2 separate regions of the Pan troglodytes genome follow, and region 2 is linked to region 1. The links are chromatin contacts, called in public Hi-C maps. All regions are on one chromosome and are shown on one strand. The core of a region is the stretch at or near the end of the contact, and the rest is flanking DNA. Distances in the headings are between cores, read along the strand shown. Region 1 overlaps NCOA7 (nuclear receptor coactivator 7). Region 2 holds the start of HINT3 (histidine triad nucleotide binding protein 3).

What was found. A called contact is a pair of places that touch in the nucleus more often than the background predicts.
Region 2: a Hi-C map of induced pluripotent stem cells shows a contact between it and region 1, with 1.8 times the contacts expected there. The contact joins the promoter of HINT3 here to the enhancer-like site in region 1. A contact is called at or near these places in 4 of 7 Hi-C or Micro-C datasets (induced pluripotent stem cells, a lymphoblastoid cell line and stem cell-derived neural progenitor cells) and 1 of 1 datasets of contacts at active chromatin or transcription factors (stem cell-derived excitatory neurons).

Annotation. Positions count from the first base shown.
Region 1 is chr5:137,744,707-137,747,727 of NHGRI_mPanTro3-v2.0_pri, reverse strand. All of the region lies in intron 3 of NCOA7 (nuclear receptor coactivator 7), which reads right to left. Among named protein-coding and RNA genes, the nearest start is that of HINT3, 89 kb to the left of the region's middle. Within about 2 kb of position 1,742, at least 7 of the 24 cell types and tissues checked have an H3K27ac peak or open chromatin away from gene starts, as enhancers often do. A contact at or near this core is called in induced pluripotent stem cells, where this site is marked.
Region 2 is chr5:137,832,968-137,836,205 of NHGRI_mPanTro3-v2.0_pri, reverse strand. It overlaps HINT3 (histidine triad nucleotide binding protein 3), which reads right to left and starts at 1,353. Exons shown (of 5, transcript XM_001165850.4): 1 at 862-1,353. The coding sequence starts at 1,062.

The DNA of each region.
Region 1 (3,021 bases), core at 493-2,992:
TTTAAGGTCCCTTGTGATTGCACTGGGCCACGTTGATAGCCCTGGAAAATCTCCTTAAGGTCAGCTGATTAGCAACCTCAATTTCATCTACAGCCTTGGTTCACCTTTGCTATGTAACCTAACAGGTTTGGGGAAATAGGACATGGACATCTTTAGGGGGTCATTAGTCTGCCTGTCACAATTGGAGAACAGATCTGTGGGAAAAGACAAAAAAAGAAATTGAGATTCAAATAAGAGATTTTTGAGTACCAAAGTAGTGATGTGAGATGTGGACATTGAGTATGCTGGTGGGGGGAAGACTGGGGAGGGTGTCAAGAAACGAACTGGCCAGATATGCTGGTTCTGAGAAAAACCAGCAAGAACAAGTCAATACATAATGTCCTTCAAACCGGAGCATCTGGCTCCTGTCACAGGCCCCTGGGGACTGGGTGAACTCAGGACAGTGGACATGATTCATTATTGTGCTTGAAAACAGAATCCGTACAGACATCTGTGAATTCTCTGGATCTTGATTCCATAATTTCTACTTAGATATAGGAAGGGAAGAAAAGATAGTACGTAGCCTTTTTTTCTGTTATTAACAAGTATCTGAACAAGCACAGACAGAAGTTTGGAAAATTATCAGGTTTTTAAATTATATCAGGACCAGTTCTGCATGGGGCTTAAACTTACTATGTGCCCCTTCTTTCTTTACTCACCCATGAACGACCAGCTCTCTCCTCCATCTATTTCTATCATAAGAGCATCTGAATGGGGTTCAGGAGGCTGACAGCACAGGACCATCAGTAACTCTATTGAAGAGGGAGGATGGTTTCTATGACATCCAAATGAGGGGAATTCAAAGAGGCAAAAATTGTCTGTGTCTCTCTAGATTTTTCAAAGAAAGGGGTACCCTGATTTATGAACAGGAGAATCTGTTTCCAATGACAGGCATGTCCCTATAATGGAAACAGATCCATTCAACTATGATTGCTGAAGCAGTTTGATGGTATTAATTATAAAATCAAGTCATGTACCATCTCACTTATGTCATCAAACACCTTTCTGATCACAGGTTGGTTTAGGGGTCAAAATGAGCTGGGTTTAACTAGCAACCCTGACACATTTTCATAGCCGTGTGATATTAATCAAGTTAGCTAAATCTTTGTGCAACGGTTTATCTGTAAAATGAAATGCTGAGAAAATTAAGCTGATTCATACAGTGTTCATCTCAGAGCCTGGCACAGAGCACATGCTTAACAAATGCTATTGTTATTTATAATAATGTAGTCAACACAAGTAAACAGCAATGTGAATAGAGTAGTATGTTAAAACAATTATAAACCATGAGCAAAAAGGTTTCATCCAGAAATACAGCAGGGATATAGTATTAATATGATAAAGCTTTATAAATTGTTTAACGGAGAAAAAGAATCTGATCATTTTGATACATGCTAAAAAAGCATTTGACGAATTAAACAGCCATTATTGTATTTTTAAAAAGAACAAAAAAATTCCAACTGTTAGAAAACTAAGAATAGAGTGAACTTCTTTAATGATGAATATTTATTCTTGATATTCACTAGAAATATGCTTCTGAAAAAGCAATGCAACGCTAAAGAGTATATACGAAAAGGAATTTCTTCATAGGAATGAAAACTGAATGACTTCACGATGTCACTTCCAGGTCTATAGAAGCGGGCTTATTACCGAAACACAGCAGTGGTGAGGCTCCACCCCCAGCTTTCTGGAAGGAAGATTCCAGATGAGCAGAGGGAAAAATACCCCCAGGCACTGCATGAGCTCCACCCCCTTTCTTTGGTTCCAGTTGTGCTAGGAAAGGCCTAAATTGCCTAACAGCAATTCTAGCACAGTGTTTAAGGTTTCTGGGCACGTTATCCACCAATTTAGTGGTATGCACTAAATTACAACATAGAGGCGAACCTAATGTGAGGCTAAACCACAAGTATTTCAGGTCATAAAGAAAAAAGCCTTGTAGTGGAGATAAAAGCAGCAACACTACAAACATAATGGAAACTCCAGGATAAAGAGGGAATCCCTGCCATTCATCAGAGGCTACCTTGCACAGCACCACAAGGCAATCTCTGTGCTCGAATGCACTACAGGTACCCACATGCTCAACGTCTCTTGAGAAATTAAGCACTATTCTAACCTCTCCTAAAGTACACCTGTATAAACTGAGATGAGCTCTTATATCAGAAACCAAAAGGAAAAGAAGTTACTTTTTTTAAAGTAAAACATTACCAATATCAATTTATGGTTTATACCCAACTTTGTTCTGAAATCTAGTCAAAGCAACAGATGAAAAGTTTTAAATACTGAGAAGAAATGAAAATGTGGTCATTAGCAGATAACATAATTGTCTGTGTAAAGAACCAATATTATCATGAAAATGTCAAAAATTCATAAAGTTGTTCACTAAGGTGGCCAGATATAATAATTTTTTATTTTTGTAACAGAAGCGTAATTGGAAAAGTCCCAGGTAGAGTGGTATCAAACTATATAACATCTAGGAATAAATATAACAAGACAATGACAAGATATACATAAAGAAAATTAAAATGCTTAACTGAAGTGTCTAAATGGATATAATACTCCTAAGTAGGAAATCTCATCTTTAAATAAATATTTCACTTTTTTCAAATTCATGTTTAAATGCAATTTAAATAAAAAATAATTTTTTATGGCAAAGGAACAGTTTCCAAATTGAAAACCATGCTTATCTAGAAGCACAAATACATAAGACTATCCAAAATTATTTTTCAAAGAGAAGTGAGGGTAAGCACACTCTAATGATGTTGAAACACATGATTATAAAGCCACAGCAATTAAAACATTGCAGTGACATCACCAAAAAACAGAAATTTGGTGAAAATAAAAGCACCATTATAGATGAGAAGAGGCTGGATTTCCCCATAAATATCATGTAACTTAATGCTGGAAGGAAGGTTTTGGCATCAGATGGACTGTGAATGAGAGTCCTGGTCTACCATCTGCTCACTAGGTAACCTTGGGGAAGTA
Region 2 (3,238 bases), core at 104-2,603, 89 kb before region 1:
GACATTGTAACTGGCTACCTCCTCTGTATACATTCCGCCCTTTAGATTGTAAAATCGGGACACAGACTGTCCCTTATCTTGCTCAAAAACCTCCAAAACAAGGTGCTTAGAAGGAATTCTATTTATTTTTTTAAAAATAAAGGAATGTTTACTACAAAAGACACAATCTTTGGAGCTAATTCTCTCAAAAAGTTGTTTCTATATGGACAAGTAAAACCAACAGAATAAAGTGTGTGCCAGATTATCCGCTTAAAAATATCTGGGCAAAGTCTTCATGCTCTGAAAATGTCCACGCATCCCAACTGACAGTGGAATTCAGAGGCAATTCAATAATAGTTTGACCTCAGACCCACTCCCTCCAGCCTATTTTCTGCCAATCTAACGAACAGCTTTCCACAATTATCATTACCTATTTTCTACTAGTTTTCTCATCAGTATCGGTATTAGAGTGTGCAGGATTTAAAATCAGTATCTTGAAGGTGGAGAAGAATCCTTGTAATAAAAGCAGAGGCCACAAAATGTTATTTGTACCAAGTACCTGGGTACCTGCAAACATAGGCCAAAGCATTCGGCCCTGTCATTCACTCTTTGCCCCTTGGAACAGCAAAGATACCGCTGGAGCCACTGCCTGTCCGTCCCCTAGGAGTGAGTCTGTCATCAGCACCCGGACCCCGCAGAAAGGCCCGTAGTGGGCGTATCCCCAGCTTCCCCGAGCCCCATCCACACAGAGCGGCCCTGCCTCTGCGAGCTGAGTAGCGATCGGGATCCTCTGCACCCGCTCCACAACGGCGAGGCCTCCCTGCCGGAGCTCCGAGGGGCGGCCAGGTCCTCACCCACCCCCGGCCGCGCGTCGCCGCCCACCTCGCAGTGCAGGAGTTCGGTGCCCGGGTCCTGCCGCCCCGCGATCCGGCAGAACACGCAGGTGCTGTCGTAGTCCTTGGGCTCTGGTGACTTGGCAGCGGCTTCACAGGTCCCCACTGAGGAAACCGTAGTTTCTGCAGTCGCCGAGGCCTCACAGTCGGGGGCCAGGCCGGCGCTGCGGTTCACCTGTTCCTCCGCCATTGCACCCGCCCCTCGCGGCCTAGAGCCTCGGCCTCTCCAGCGCTACCGGGCCCGCGCAGTCTCCGCGTCCCGCACCTCCTCCGTTTTACCTCGAGACGTCGCCCCTCGCCTGACGCTGGGCGGTGATCCAGGCTTGGGGGAGACGGAAGGAGACGCGGTGAGGAACTTCAAAGCCGGAGGCCGGCCTGAAAACCGGCTGCCACTAGAGGGCGCGCAATGGCGCTGCCGAGAGTCGTCCTGACCCCTGCGCCTCGTTGGTAATGACGCACGACGTCTGCCAAGGCGCAGAGCGCCCAGCGCGTCGTGGTGACATCACAGAGGCGCGGGAGCGTTTGACATAATGGAGCTTGTTGGGTGTTCTGGACAGGCGTTCTTCAAAGCCCATAGTATAGCGTGTCCAAATATTGTATTACGCTGCCGTTTTTTTTTTTTTAAGTTTTTTAAAGTTTGATTTTTAAAATTCGTAGGTTTTTAAAGAATGAGCAAAATTCCTAAAGCCTTGTTTTCAACAGACATCATGTTTGCTGCTTTTTCAGCCACGATAATTGTAGTTTAAACTCAAAATGTCCAAAACTGACCTTTACATCTCTGTTGACTTTTTATTGTTGTTAACAGCACAGTTAGATCAAAATAGCGACCTTTTTTTTTTAATCTCACATTCCTCATATACAAGTAGATGTGGAGTCCTATAGTTAATAGTCTGAAATATCCCAGAAATTCAGTGCCAGTGCCTCATAATGCCTCACCTAGACCAATGCAATCACCTTCTAACTTATTTATTGATTTTCCTGTCACTCAGACAAAACCTTCTGTAACTATGTGCTCAAAGAAAAAGTACCAGTTCCTTAGCTTGGTGTTCAAGGTGGACTCTGATTTGACCTCAGCTTTTCGTTTTGTGATACTTCGCACTTGCTGAGCATCTAAAACATGCCATATATTTCTCTAATTGTCAAAAAACGCAAGGTTGGTTTTATAACCACCGCTCTAGAGATGAAGGACCAAACTCAGAGTTGCCCAGTCCCACACAACTAATTAATAGTGACAGAGTTTAAGATCAAGGTTTGTCTAACTCCAAAACCCACCAACCTTTTTGACATACAGCACTCCTTTTTTAACACCAAAAAATTTGTTGGACTAGCTCACTATAGTAGTTATACCCTTGGTATTTGCTGATTTAGAAAATACATAACAAATTGGGAATTCAGTAATGATTTTTAATGGATTTATGTTGTAATAAAAAGTGGTTGTATGTGTTTTGAATTGTTGTACATATACATTCAAGACATTTTTCATTCCTTTTTGTAGTTGGCCAGTAGTTTGGGGAACCACTACAATAGCTTCACTGCCTTTCAGCACCCCAAAGCAGAGTTCAGAATCAATACATTAGAGTTTTGCCAAATTTTAGTATTCACAATTTCCATGCCTGTACTACACCTTCACATCACTGCTTTTATTCACACAGTTCTCTCTCAAATATTCTTGTTTCCATCTCTTCACTCCAAATTCTACCTTCCAAGCCACCCCTCCAATGCTACCTCCTTCATGAAATTTTCTTTAGCCAAACTGACATAAGCACATCCTCTTGCAAATTCATATAACAGGTTTTCAATATTTCTCTTGTAGGATTTGTCTCTTTGTATCTTATAGCTATTTATGTACTTATTTATCCTGCTAGAAATTATGTTTCTTGGCAACAAGATAGGGTGTGTGAATCTTCCATAATGCCTAGTACAGTTGGAACAGGAATTAAAGAATGTGTAAGCAAAAACTCAGTTGTATGTAAGAAAACCCAGTTCCCCCTGAGGAGGAGAAAGAGGTAGAGTCCTTTAAAAATTAACTGCCTGTTTTTCTGTCTGTGGCTAGTGAGCCTTATCTCTCCCTTTCCCAGGCGTTGTGAAGATCCTGTTTCTCTAGCTGTGCAGCTGCAAAGTCACTAGACAGATAAACTCAAGTCATAAAATATGTTTTTCCTTGAAAAGTAAGAAATTATGTAATGCATATCTCAATTAAATAACTGTCATTTTTCTCACTTCTGTAATATGCTTCCCCCTGCACAGATCTCCCCCCAACTGCCCCCTGCCCACGAAATGCTTAAAAGGTAACCTGACCCTTTGTTCGGGGCTCAGCGGATGTTAATCTGACTGTGCCGGTGCACCTAAATAATAAATCCTCCTCA